Regions from separate parts of the Mus musculus genome. Here region 2 is linked to region 1. A link is a contact called in public HiChIP or PLAC-seq data. All regions are on one chromosome and are shown on one strand. The core of a region is the stretch at or near the end of the contact, and the rest is flanking DNA. Distances in the headings are between cores, read along the strand shown.

Evidence for each region. HiChIP or PLAC-seq counts read pairs in DNA pulled down with a chosen protein or histone mark.
Region 2: a contact with region 1 is called in an H3K4me3 HiChIP or PLAC-seq map of embryonic forebrain, with 4 times the contacts expected there. The contact joins two enhancer-like sites. A contact is called at or near these places in 3 of 39 promoter capture datasets (the HPC-7 cell line, epiblast stem cells and hippocampal neurons), 34 of 484 Hi-C or Micro-C datasets (LSK cells, Th1 cells, bone marrow-derived dendritic cells and 23 more), 19 of 115 datasets of contacts at active chromatin or transcription factors (SST interneurons, astrocytes, craniofacial prominence and 10 more) and 2 of 9 other capture datasets (embryonic stem cells and embryonic tail).

The regions. Positions count from the first base shown.
Region 1 is chr17:85,462,517-85,468,132 of GRCm38.p6, reverse strand. No RefSeq gene overlaps it. Among named protein-coding and RNA genes, the nearest start is that of Six3os1, 150 kb to the left of the region's middle. Within about 2 kb of position 3,217, at least 31 of the 459 cell types and tissues checked have an H3K27ac peak or open chromatin away from gene starts, as enhancers often do. A contact at or near this core is called in embryonic forebrain and stem cell-derived cardiac mesoderm, where this site is marked.
Region 2 is chr17:85,606,217-85,611,832 of GRCm38.p6, reverse strand. The region is part of intron 3 of Six3os1 (SIX homeobox 3, opposite strand 1); the gene reads left to right. Among named protein-coding and RNA genes, the nearest start is that of Six3os1, 9.4 kb to the left of the region's middle. Within about 2 kb of position 2,797, at least 23 of the 459 cell types and tissues checked have an H3K27ac peak or open chromatin away from gene starts, as enhancers often do. A contact at or near this core is called in embryonic forebrain and stem cell-derived cardiac mesoderm, where this site is marked.

The DNA.
Region 1 (5,616 bases), core at 1,968-4,467:
TGTATGACTGGCCCCATCTCACCAAGGTAGGCCCCATCAAGGAGGCTTTCACTGATCTTCTTGCTTGAGGTCAGCCCTATCAGCTGGATCTTATCTGATTTTCATAGGCTTTATTACAATGCACATTACTCTATAATGCACTGTCACCGTTGTTTACTGTTTCAAGTTCCTTGTAGAGAGCCGTTTTGCCTTTCTTGCATGACCCCCAGACATAACAGAGTCTTTCTATTCACCTTTGGATCTTGGACGTGTGCCGCAGTGCCCAGAACACAGTGGGGATAAGCAGGTAAGGATGAAGCTCGGGTACCACCCTCCCATTTCTCCTCCCATTTCCTCCACAGTAGAACCTGAGGCCAGTCCCCAGCCTTCAGCTTGGGGAAGAGGAAGGTGATGCTCTGAGAAGCCATCCCACAAGTTCCTCTAAGAAGTCCTAATTAGTTATTCTCTTAGGATGCCAAGACTGAGAGCATCTCCCTGGGACCAGAGCCTCATCCCCAGAGGGAGTCCAAATCACTGGCATTAACAGTAGAAGGGTTTTATTTTAAGTACTTGAGAAGTTAGCACGAAATGAGACTTCAAAACATTTAGTTCATCTCCCCTGTGTTCCAAAAGGGAAGGTAGATGCTCCAGAAAGTTTGCCTAGAATGAGCAGTTTGCTACCGGCCTTGTGCAGAGCTCTTCTGATGCTGTCCTTCTGTGCCTCCCAACTGTCTTCGCCTGAGTCTTCCTCTTCCAGCAGCTGCAGAGCCATTTGCTGATTTCTAAAGGCGAGGGAGAACTGTGCTACCCAACTCCTCCTTTTGGGTTTCCTGAATGGAATTCAACCCATTTAGGCTGAGCATAACTAATGTTTTGGTATCTAAATCCACAGTTAAAGATGCAGGAGAGTCTCTCCGGGAAACTAGAAGAACTAATTGAGTGAGTTCTCTCTTGCTGTGTAACAGACTAGACTTCGCAGCCCCATGTCAGGCTTAGGTGCGGTGAGTGGATCCCAGTTGTTTTCCTTGCTCCCTTCTCTCTCTCTGATGCCGCCACGGGCAGCAGCTAGGGCCTCTTTGCTCATTGACATTCTTGCTTGGGCCACAGATCTCCAGAGAGTGGCAAGACAGTCTGAGCTTTCTAATGTGGTAGGGTAACAGGCCCCCCTGATCTTAGCTCAACTGACTCCATGATGGAAGTACTATTCAGGCTGTAAAACTCAGCACACAGACAGCACCGCCTGCCAAAATGAAAACAAAGACCTAACCCACCAAAGTCCATCATTCTGGGGATGTCTCTAAATGCACTAACCTTGCTTTTTGGCCTCTGTAGTTCCACTGCCGGCCAACTGAAGTATGTCAGTGGGGGACATGGGTTTTGTGCTTAAAATCTCACCCTGAGAAAAGCTTGGGACTCCAATGGGATCCCAAACACCCACTGTAGTCTCTGGCTAGCTAATACTTTCTATTGGCTTAAATCCATAGTCTTCCCTGGTCGATGCCCCACACAATAGCTGGTTCCAGAAACCTAAGGAGAGGGCAAACCCCAGCACACACGTGGTTTGCAAGTCTCTGATTGCTCTAATGCTCTCTAATGCCTGGTTGGCATAAGCAAGATTGAGAATCAAGGGACCATGAGATGACCATCATGTTCTTGGTAGGATGAGCTGGGCATGATGGTTACCATTTCCCAGCACAAGTTCAGGACTGGACAGATCTCATCACTGCCATCCTTGGGTATTCTGTGGAGAATACTACAACCGTTCTTGGCTATACCTCAGCGGGTGCAGTGTGCTAAGAGGCTCAGAGCAGCCAGCCCCTGGCAGTGAGATGAGAGGTCCAGGAGGTTGCAGAGTAAAGACCCTGAAAACTGTCACTCGGTCACATCCAGTACTGGACTGAAGGGCAAACTGGCTGGACAGGAGGACTCTGGAGGCCCCTGGCTGCTTCGTTTCTCTCCCTGTACTTCAGGGTCTGCTGCTGGAGAGACAGAGAGAGTGTGCACTCAAAACAGGCTGGGTCAGGGCTGCAGCCTCTGCTCCTAAAAATAAAGCCCGAGAAGGAAGTGGAGGCTAATGTACCTGGAGGTGGAGCCATAGGTCAGGTGGGCAAAGCTTTTAAATGCACTATCTTCTGTGGTCCTCAGCGGGGGACAGCCCGGTGACATTCCCCCCAAGCTCAAGGAGAGGGCCACCATGAGCAGGCCGGCTGCAAATCTAGACAGCGGTGGCCTGAACAGCCTTTTCTAACCCTGTCTGACAGAAACATCAGGTCAGGTCTCTAAATTTCTCTTATTGGTAGATTTGGAACAACAAAACAGACTTTGACGAAGCAGAGTCCTTTTTCTGGAAGGCAGAGGTGACTTTGCACACAGCGCTCCAACCTTTTTTTTTTTTTTTAAACTCACTCAACGCAGTTGTTGTCACAGTAAACCTGGCCTAGGATCGCTAGGTGACATCGCCCACCGGGAAGGCAGAGGGGCTCTGAGTCCTACACAGGAGGCATTGCCAAGTCTGGCTGAGGGCTTGGGGGGACGCTGCCCGGAGGCTTTTCCTTGTGGCTCCAGACAAATTAAAAACCTCCTTACCAGCCATTCACTCGGAGGAGGCCTCTTCCTTGCTCCGCGGGGAGAGTGGGGGGCGGCTGTGTGGCAGGGGATCTGGATGGTGGGGGGGGGGGGGGAGGCTGGGCCTCCCGGGGCTGGCGAGGAGGGGGAGCCTCAAGAATGGAAAGGGGCCCTATCCAGAAGAGATTGGCAGGCAGGGAGCGGGGACAAAGTGCAACCAGGTCACTGGGGAAGAAAAAGAAATCGCCAAGTAAGGGAGTGGGGGAAAGTTCCACTTCCAGCCTCATTATGGAAGAGGTCTGAGCAGAGAGAGGCGGGAGAGCCCGGAGCAGAGAGAAAGGGCAAGTGGAACTGTAGGCAGAGCAGAGCGAGGTTCTTAGGGTGCGCAGGCAGGACAAGGCTGCACCTCCTCCAACGGATCCCCATCCTGAGACCTGGAAGCACACCTGCCCAGTCACTCCCGAAGAGGGGGAACAAAATGTCCCATTAAGGGTGGGACGAATTGATTTTCCAAAGAAGCAAGGCACCATTTCCTCCCAATGCCCTCTCCAGGCCTCCTTAATCTGCCCCGGAGGCAGCAGGTGACCTCTGCGCAGGCCCCCGAGGCGCCTTTGTTCCCGGACTTCTGCGGCCCGCCTGTCGCCGCCTGCACCTGCGCGGCCCGGGCTCGGGTCCACCCTCGGCCGCTCGCTCGCGGGATGCACCGAGCATGCCTTTGTACCCCGAAAGCCACAGCTCCTCGGCCCGCCTGCTTTGGGCTCGACAGCCACTAATGGAAATCTGTTCCCAAGAGGGATATAGGGGAGTATACTCCCCACCCCGCCAAGTTCATCTGGGAAGACCAGTTTGGGACCCAGGCTACCAGGGCGGGCTACAGCCTCTGTCCTTTTGGGCCCATGGTCCCCAGATGCGTCCTGCTGACTTTTAATCCAATCCCTCTGAGGTTTGCTAATTTAATTGTGCAATGGGCACACCTGAGACATTCCCTTCACTCTCATTAGGACATTTCTTAGCTAAAGCGGAAGACAAATGAGCGTAGTAAGACAGGGAATTCAGGGAAAGCTTTTGCCATCGTTGGAACATCCGAGCAAGCAGAAGAAAAGGAGGGGTGGCGGGGCCTCCAGGTTGGAGACAGGCAAGGAGATCTCAAGTTCTTGCTAAGTGAGCCTGTGCTAGGCATTTAGCCTCCGTACATTAAATACCCAGGTTTTAAAGGAGTGGGTCTCCAAACATTTATTATTCATAGTAGCAGGACAGCCAGTAAGCCACTATGTGGAAACTAAAAGACTTCCCGTGCTAAAGGTTAATAAAGGCGTAATTTGAATCATGAAATCTTTATGTGTCCGCTCAATTTACACAGAAGGCTCATTAAAGAGGTTGTTGGTACCAGAGGCTGCGGGTGACGTCACAACGGGCATTTAAATGGGCGGGGCCAGGCCGCTCTGCATGGAATCCTTTAAAAATATAAAAGCCTTCCTCTTTCCTTCTCTGTCTCTCCAGCCGTAACAACTTCACCAACTGTCTAGGTTCCACCCGGAGGATTTCACAGAGAGAACACGTTAGAGGGAATCAGGAAGCAGAGAAAAGGTCACAAAATAAGCACTTGGGGAACAATGAAAGCTTTTCTCTCAGCAGCAGTGGGAGAGTTGCTAGAAAAACGGGAAAGGTATTAATCAGAAGTGGCTATAAACCCTCTGGAGTTTTGCTCTTATAAAACTCCTCAGAAAAAGTCTTGAAGGAAATGCAGGTCAAAGCCCAAAAAAGCTCTTGATCAGAGATTGCTGGAGGAAAAATCTTCCCAGCCGCCGTTTAATAGGCAGCAATCGCCCCAGGAGTGAGGAAGCCAAGTAGGCTTGAGGCATGGTTGCAATTCCTAATAGGTCTTGTCACACTTAAGGCGCTGCAAGCTCCATCCGACGAACAGCTGAAGCTCGCTGGCGATTCATAAAGCCAACAGTTTAAAGTTTATTATGATGAAAGCACTTAATGACAGCCATCGCTAGGGGCCCATCATTTATAAAGCTGCGCAGAGTATTAGGCATGTAGCATGACCACCAATTTTATGTCACAATTGCTACCATAAAATGACCTTTGGTGATTTTTGCTGCATGTGGTGGACAGCTCTTCCTTCACATTAGTGCTCTGTGGCTTTCTTTGCAGACTATTATGCTGTCTAAAGCTTATTTGGCACTGTCGTGAGCCTCAACCCTGGCTATTACCCCGAAGGCCTGTCTTAAAAAAAAAAAAAAAAAAAACCACACACACACACACACACACACACACACACAAAACCCTCATGCTCTATTACGCCACTCCAATAATTTGCAGTTCTTACCAACCTTGGGTCGTGTAATATTTTAATGCAAATATGCTTTACCATTGCATTTTATTTATTTATTTTTCAAGTTCCTCATGTGTGTGCTGGCTAATGAACAACGTTCTCTTGTAGTTCACTGAAATCAGTCTTCTTCCCTGGTCAGGTCTACTGATTGGGTACTGTTTATTCTGACCAGTTAAAACAGTGCTGGAAGAAGAAAAAGGGTGGGTGGGGGGAGAATTAAACTTTTTTTTTAATCCCACGTATGATGAACCTACCTCAAGCAAACCCACCAGTCCAAATTTATTTCCCTGTTCCCCAGGCCAATGCAAATTCCCATCTTAGTGACATTATTTAATTAGGCCTCCATTTGCCACCCTGCTTTTTCTAGTTAGAGAGTGTTTGAATACATGGCCACTTTACTGCTCCCACGTAAACTGCCGTTGAGAAAGTGGCCTGTCCATGCTACCTTTAAATTGTGTATATAATTTTATAAATGATATAAAATCTGCTTCTAGTCTCTGTGGGGGAAAAAAAGAACTTCAAGGCTGGCACACTGCAATTTTGGAAGGATTTAAAATCTGTGATTTCTGCCGGTACCTACTGTATTGGGTTTTATATAAAGCTTTTTCAATAAGGTAAATTGTTACATGACAAACTCATCTCCCAGCATTATCATCTGCTGTTTGTGTTTAACAACAGGAGTCCCGCTCTAACAAAACTGTTGTAATGGTTGCACAAATTACTCAGCTGAA
Region 2 (5,616 bases), core at 1,548-4,047, 140 kb before region 1:
GGAACGCTAACCACAGTACTGGAGGAATAAAGATGTGTCGAAGGAATGGATGGAATGCATGAACACATACACCTTGTTGTCCAGATGCAGACAAAAGCTACCATGTCCGCTTGGAGTGACGCCCAGACACGCACAGAGATGTACAGGAAGCCAAGGAGAGTGGGATCCACCAGAGTACAGTACAAGTACAGAGTACAGTGCAAGATGCCCAGTGGCCCTGGAGAAAAACCTTCGTTGACTCTTCTGTATGGAAAGTTTCTGAAGAAAGGGCCAAGGAATGATCTGCCCCAGAGGCTGCCTTTAGGCTCCCATACCTGCTCTGTTTGGAGACACCCAGAAGAGGCCAGTACAGCAAAGACTCTTTTTGGTTTGGTTATTTCTGTTGCTTGTTGTCTTTTTTTCATCCTTTGCCTGGGAAATTGTGCTCTGGAATAGGGCTTGAGTAGACAGCACAGGCCTCCAGTAGATAACAAGAGATTCTCAATCTCCAATGAGGACATTCCGTTCTAAGGAAGCTTCCAGATAGGGGAAAGCCCTGTTTTGTCCCCCTTTTCTCCTCTGAGATCTGAAAAAATAGAAAGAAAAAAAAAGAAAAACAAAACAAATATAAAAACTATAGCCCAATCCCATGTACATCAAATAAATCCACAAGGAATATGCTAGATCAAGCTAAATTATGTATTTAACTCATTTTCTTTTGTGAGATACTGAGAAGTCTTCAACTTCCTCTATTCCAGGCAGGGATCGAGGACCTGGCCTGGCAGAGGTTCCACCACCAGGGTTTCCCACAGTGGTTCTGGGACTAGGCGTAAGGTGTCCTGACTTGTTTTCTCTGTCACCTCTTCTGGGGAACTGGGGAACTGTCCCAGACAATGGCTGCCCCAGTTCCCTCTAGAAGAGACAGCCCCCACCCCCAGAACCCGTTGCCCTCCAACCTCACCTCATTTTCTCTTGAGCTCATTCTCCGAGCTCTTAAAGTAGTAGGTGTGAGTCTTGGACCATTTCTTTAAAAGAAACAACTAAGGAAAGGGAGGGAGGGGAGGAGGGAGGAGGGGAGCGGGAAGGAGAGCTACCTCCTAGACTAACGCGTCCAGGAACCACTCTCTAAGGAGCAAAAGAGAGCCTGTGTTGTAAAGTAGAAGTGATCCCCCGACATTGCTGCAGGGCGCCTTGCAACAGATGTAACTGTCCACTGAAGAGACAGAGGGTGGGCATGGGGAAGATTTTTTTTCCTCCCTTTTGTGAACAGCTCTTACACTTTTCCAAGACACATTGAGTTCCTGGACATTTTTGTGAATTTGTTCTTGATTGTGTTTTGAACAATAAACTGTGAAAATCAACTTCAAGCCCACACAATCAGAATCTTTCTTGGGAGGGCAGGTTCTTTCAGCGCTGTTTTTCTCCAGGTCGCTTTTATCTTACCCCCAATGGGAGTCACCTGCTGATGCTCCTCGGGAGGAGACTGTAACTGAAAGACGGAAGTGAATGCAGACACAGCATCCTCTGAGCCAAACCGTTGCTTTGGTTCCTTCTAGCTTAGGATGCCGAACACTGGCTGGCTTTGAACACCCTCTACTTCGCTAAGAAGTTTAGAGCCTTTCTCACAACAAACCACAGCGTTTTAGAACTGGAAATGTTTCTTCTGATTTTCCAGTCTTAGGACAATTTTCGAACTCTAACTTAAAAAAAAATTTGTTTATGGGGGTTTAGCTAGAACACTTGTAGCATTCGCTTCTCAAGGAAAGATCAACTGTTTTCTCATAACCCCAACTGCTCCACACACTTCATAGGATATAATGTATTTTCTTTACTTATCCTTGTGCCTTCTGCCCAGGACATAGAACTAGGGGCAAAACTTTGGAGGTCTATGACCTCTTGATAGCACCTGTAATTGTTAGGCTTTTGTTCTTGTGCCTTGTAAATCTCTCATGTACGTCTATGAAAATATGCATTGCATGGGTGTGATCCTATCAAGTTGTCCACACTTTCTCAACAACCACTGATGAGTGAAACCATTTCTATTGCCCAGGGCAAAGGGCTAATCGCCTTGTGGGTCTAGAGTTGTCATAGGATAATATCCGGTGTGTGTGTGATATGACAGTTATTACTTTCAAGAATAAATTAAAATAACCAGATACCCCTTTAATACTTTCCTCAACAGCGTCAATGCTCTAGAGATGGGACCTCGCCTTCCAAGGTGTCTTCACTATCACAGGGCCCGGGCTCTCTGCCTCAGCCCAACCCTGGGCTTGCGCTCAGAGAGGAGGTATTCCGACGGAAAAAAATCCCATACATTTTTAACTACAGTGATTACTAAATTAATAGCAGGCACCAAGACAGATGTCAAAACGTCTTGAAAATGTTTATCTGTGAATAATTGAGAAGGTAGTGGGACGCATTATCTGATTGTGTAATGAAATATGTATGAGGAACAGCTGTTTGCAGCAGCCCCTTCCCCTTGCCGCCTTAGCCAGGGCCCTTCTCTCGCAAGCTTTCTTCTACTTTCTTCCACCTTTTTCTTCCTTCTACTTTCTAGTTCGCTCTCTTCTTCCTTAACTGCTCGCACGGCTTTGGCTGCAGTGAACCCAGAGTCGCCTGGTTCTCTGATGAAGGTTAGCCACAAGGTTTCCTCTAAGCCTTGCTGGATTGGCGTTCCGTAGTGGGATGAGGCTTCGTTGTCTGCTGTTCTGGCCATCGCGCCTTCCGGCCAGGCTGCCCGCTGGGTCTCCATGGAGTCTGCGGGAGAGCAGACGATGGAGCGGCGGCGGCGACAACGGTGGCTCGGAGCACCTGGTGTGCGCTGGCGGAGCTGCGCGGCCCGCTCAGAGTAGAGGCCCGGGAGCCCCGCGACTCAGCGGGGTGGGTCTAGGGTCACTGCGGGGTGACCGGGTTGGGGATAGGCCTTTGTTTCCCTCTCTGGCCACATTGCACACTTCCTTCCAGCCCCCAGCCAACCTCCAAGTCCCTGCGCCGTGGCCTTGTTTGTTTTTCCAGCCCGGAGCTTTCCACCCAGACGCACAAATAGCCCTCGTGGCTGTGTCAGCCGCCCTAGGCCGTGGCCCAGCTCAGGCCACAATCTAGCCTCCGCCTCGCCGCCAGCTCAGGTTCTGCAGGAAGCAGAGGGGACAGGAGGGCTCCGGGGTCTTCCTGGAGCCAGAGGACACAAAGATCATCGGGCAGGGGAGGTGGCCGGGAATGGTTTAGGACCTCAATGGGCTGTGAAGGCTCAAGGTCTGGGCTCAGACGGGCGCACGTGGCTCGAGTGGCGGTTCCTGTGCTTCGGACTCGGCCAAAGAGTGGGGACAATGGAGAGGATGGACTCCTTCTGAGACCCTTTCAAGCTTGGACCTTGAATGTCATGTCAGTCACATGTACAAACCCAGTGACCCCCCCCCCCCCCAGGTATGCTGTCCCCATCTCCGCTTGCAGGTCTCTTTGCAAGGCAATGGGACCGTGTCCCTGGCGCCGCGCTGTCTGTCGTCCCCAGCCGGACCACAAGCCTGCCCGCGGTGTCCACTTGTATAGTCCCCTGGCCGTTGGCCCTTCCTATCATCGGGAGCCCAGTGTCTCCTCCTCGGCGCCCCAGAAGGCTCACCTTCCAGCTTCTAGGCGCTCTGGTCCTTCCAGAACCACCGCCCCTGAGCGCTTGCAGAACGAGGGTCCAGCTTTGTGCTCCGCAGCATCGCAACGCCCCGCGTCTTCACAGGTTCCCTCTGTCTGCAGTAGAGATGCGCTTGGGCGTTATTTCTCAAGCATGGCCCATTTTACCTAATCCCTTACGTTTTTTATTTTAATCCTACACATTACAGTTCATCTGTAATGATACCGCTTCGGATGAACCTGTTGCATACGAGGCACTGCAATTTGTAACCCTGGAAACTGTTTTAAATAAAGATTATAACAGTGGTGTCAATTGTGTTTATTCCCTGCGCAGGGGGCTGCGTAGAGGATTCGGCAGTTTCTCGGCCACAAGGACGGAGTTTCCTAAGAAGGGAAAGAAGAGTGCGGGCAGAGAGGAGAGGTCCGAGGGGGAAAAGAGAGGCCTGAGGACGCTCTGGCGGCTCCAGTACCAAGCCTTGGTATCTTTGGGATTCTGGGGAGAGTGGAAGGGTTTACAAACTACACATAAATCGGTGAACTTGAACCACTGTGTATCCCGATTTTGCATTGAGCCGGGCCCTGCGCACCCGGAATGCTGAAGTGGCCAAGGGCAGAGAGGGGTGTATTTGCAACTCGTGGTTTCTTCGGTTAAACAAACCCCAACCCGTAGCCTCAGCAACAACAACAAAAACTGCAAGTGCAGGAAGCAAAATTAAACATAATTCCTTTTATTTATCTGTTGCATTTATATCATTAAAATATTTTTGGTTACGTTGTATAGAATAGCATCCACTCTGATTATTACCTGCCATATCGGCTGTATTCAACACAGCAAAATTAACAATTAAGAAAATAAAGGCACATCTTATATATTGTATCTGTCAAGATATGTTACAATTTCCATTAACAAAAAAAACCTATTCTTGTTGAAGAAGCTATGAAGTATATCTTTCATGAGCTCTTTATTAATAATCACGGTTGTCAAAAAGAGTTAGATATGCACAGATTGTAGCTGCAAAGGAAATATTAGATGCACAGAATAAAACGTAGAGTGGGATTGAGGCATAACTATTTTTCTTTTTAAAAAATTTTTTAGAGATGAAAAAAAAAACCTGAGCTATTAAGCTTACTTAAAAGATGGCTTTGTTGGTTTAATTATACTGTAGTTATTTTATAAATATGTTTCAAAGGAAGCTTGCCATATTGCATGTCAATGAAGGCTGTAAAGAAAAGCTCACAAAAGCTAATGCATACCAAATACCAAATTTTAGTCATTAGCATTCCTATTTATTACAAACTAAAAGAACCTATTAACAGATGAGAATTTGTATTTAGCTAGCATTACAATGTTTGGCCATTAAAATAAAAAGGGCAAAGTATATACATTATTTTTTTCCCCTTGGGACTATACATTATGTTCGCCTAGAAGCTCACAGGGAGACTAGGAGATGTTTCTGACTGGGAACAGGATTCTACAGTGGGAATAGGCCAGAGGGCCCACAACCCCTATTTTTGGTTATGGAGCTTAATGCTATTCATTTGGAAGCTGGAGCAGTTTAGAGCTGAAACCTTGCGTCACGCTGAGAGCTGAGCAGGAACCATAGCCCTTGAGGGGTCTTTTGTCTTTAATTTGTGTCATGAGCATATGCAAATTATTAATTGTTTCTCCTCTGGGTGAGAGAATGCCTAGCCATGGTGATGCTGCTTTTGTTTGGATGTTAAAATCCCCTTCAGTGCTCCCCAGACTTTGGTTCTCCCTTGCAGATTTCCTCGGTAGGAAATCCCACCGCTTCTGCTGTACAATAATTGTAGAAATACTCACATATAGATTTGTGCCATTTCAAAAACCATCTTTGGAGCGTCCATGGCTGTTCTGCTCTCTGAAGTAAGTGGAGGGTATACGGATTTTTAAACAGCTGTCTGAAAAAGGAAAGTCTTTCCAACCATTCTTTATTTTTAAAAACATGAAAGATCATTTTCTTTAAATTGAGGCCAAAAAAATTTTAAATCTGATTG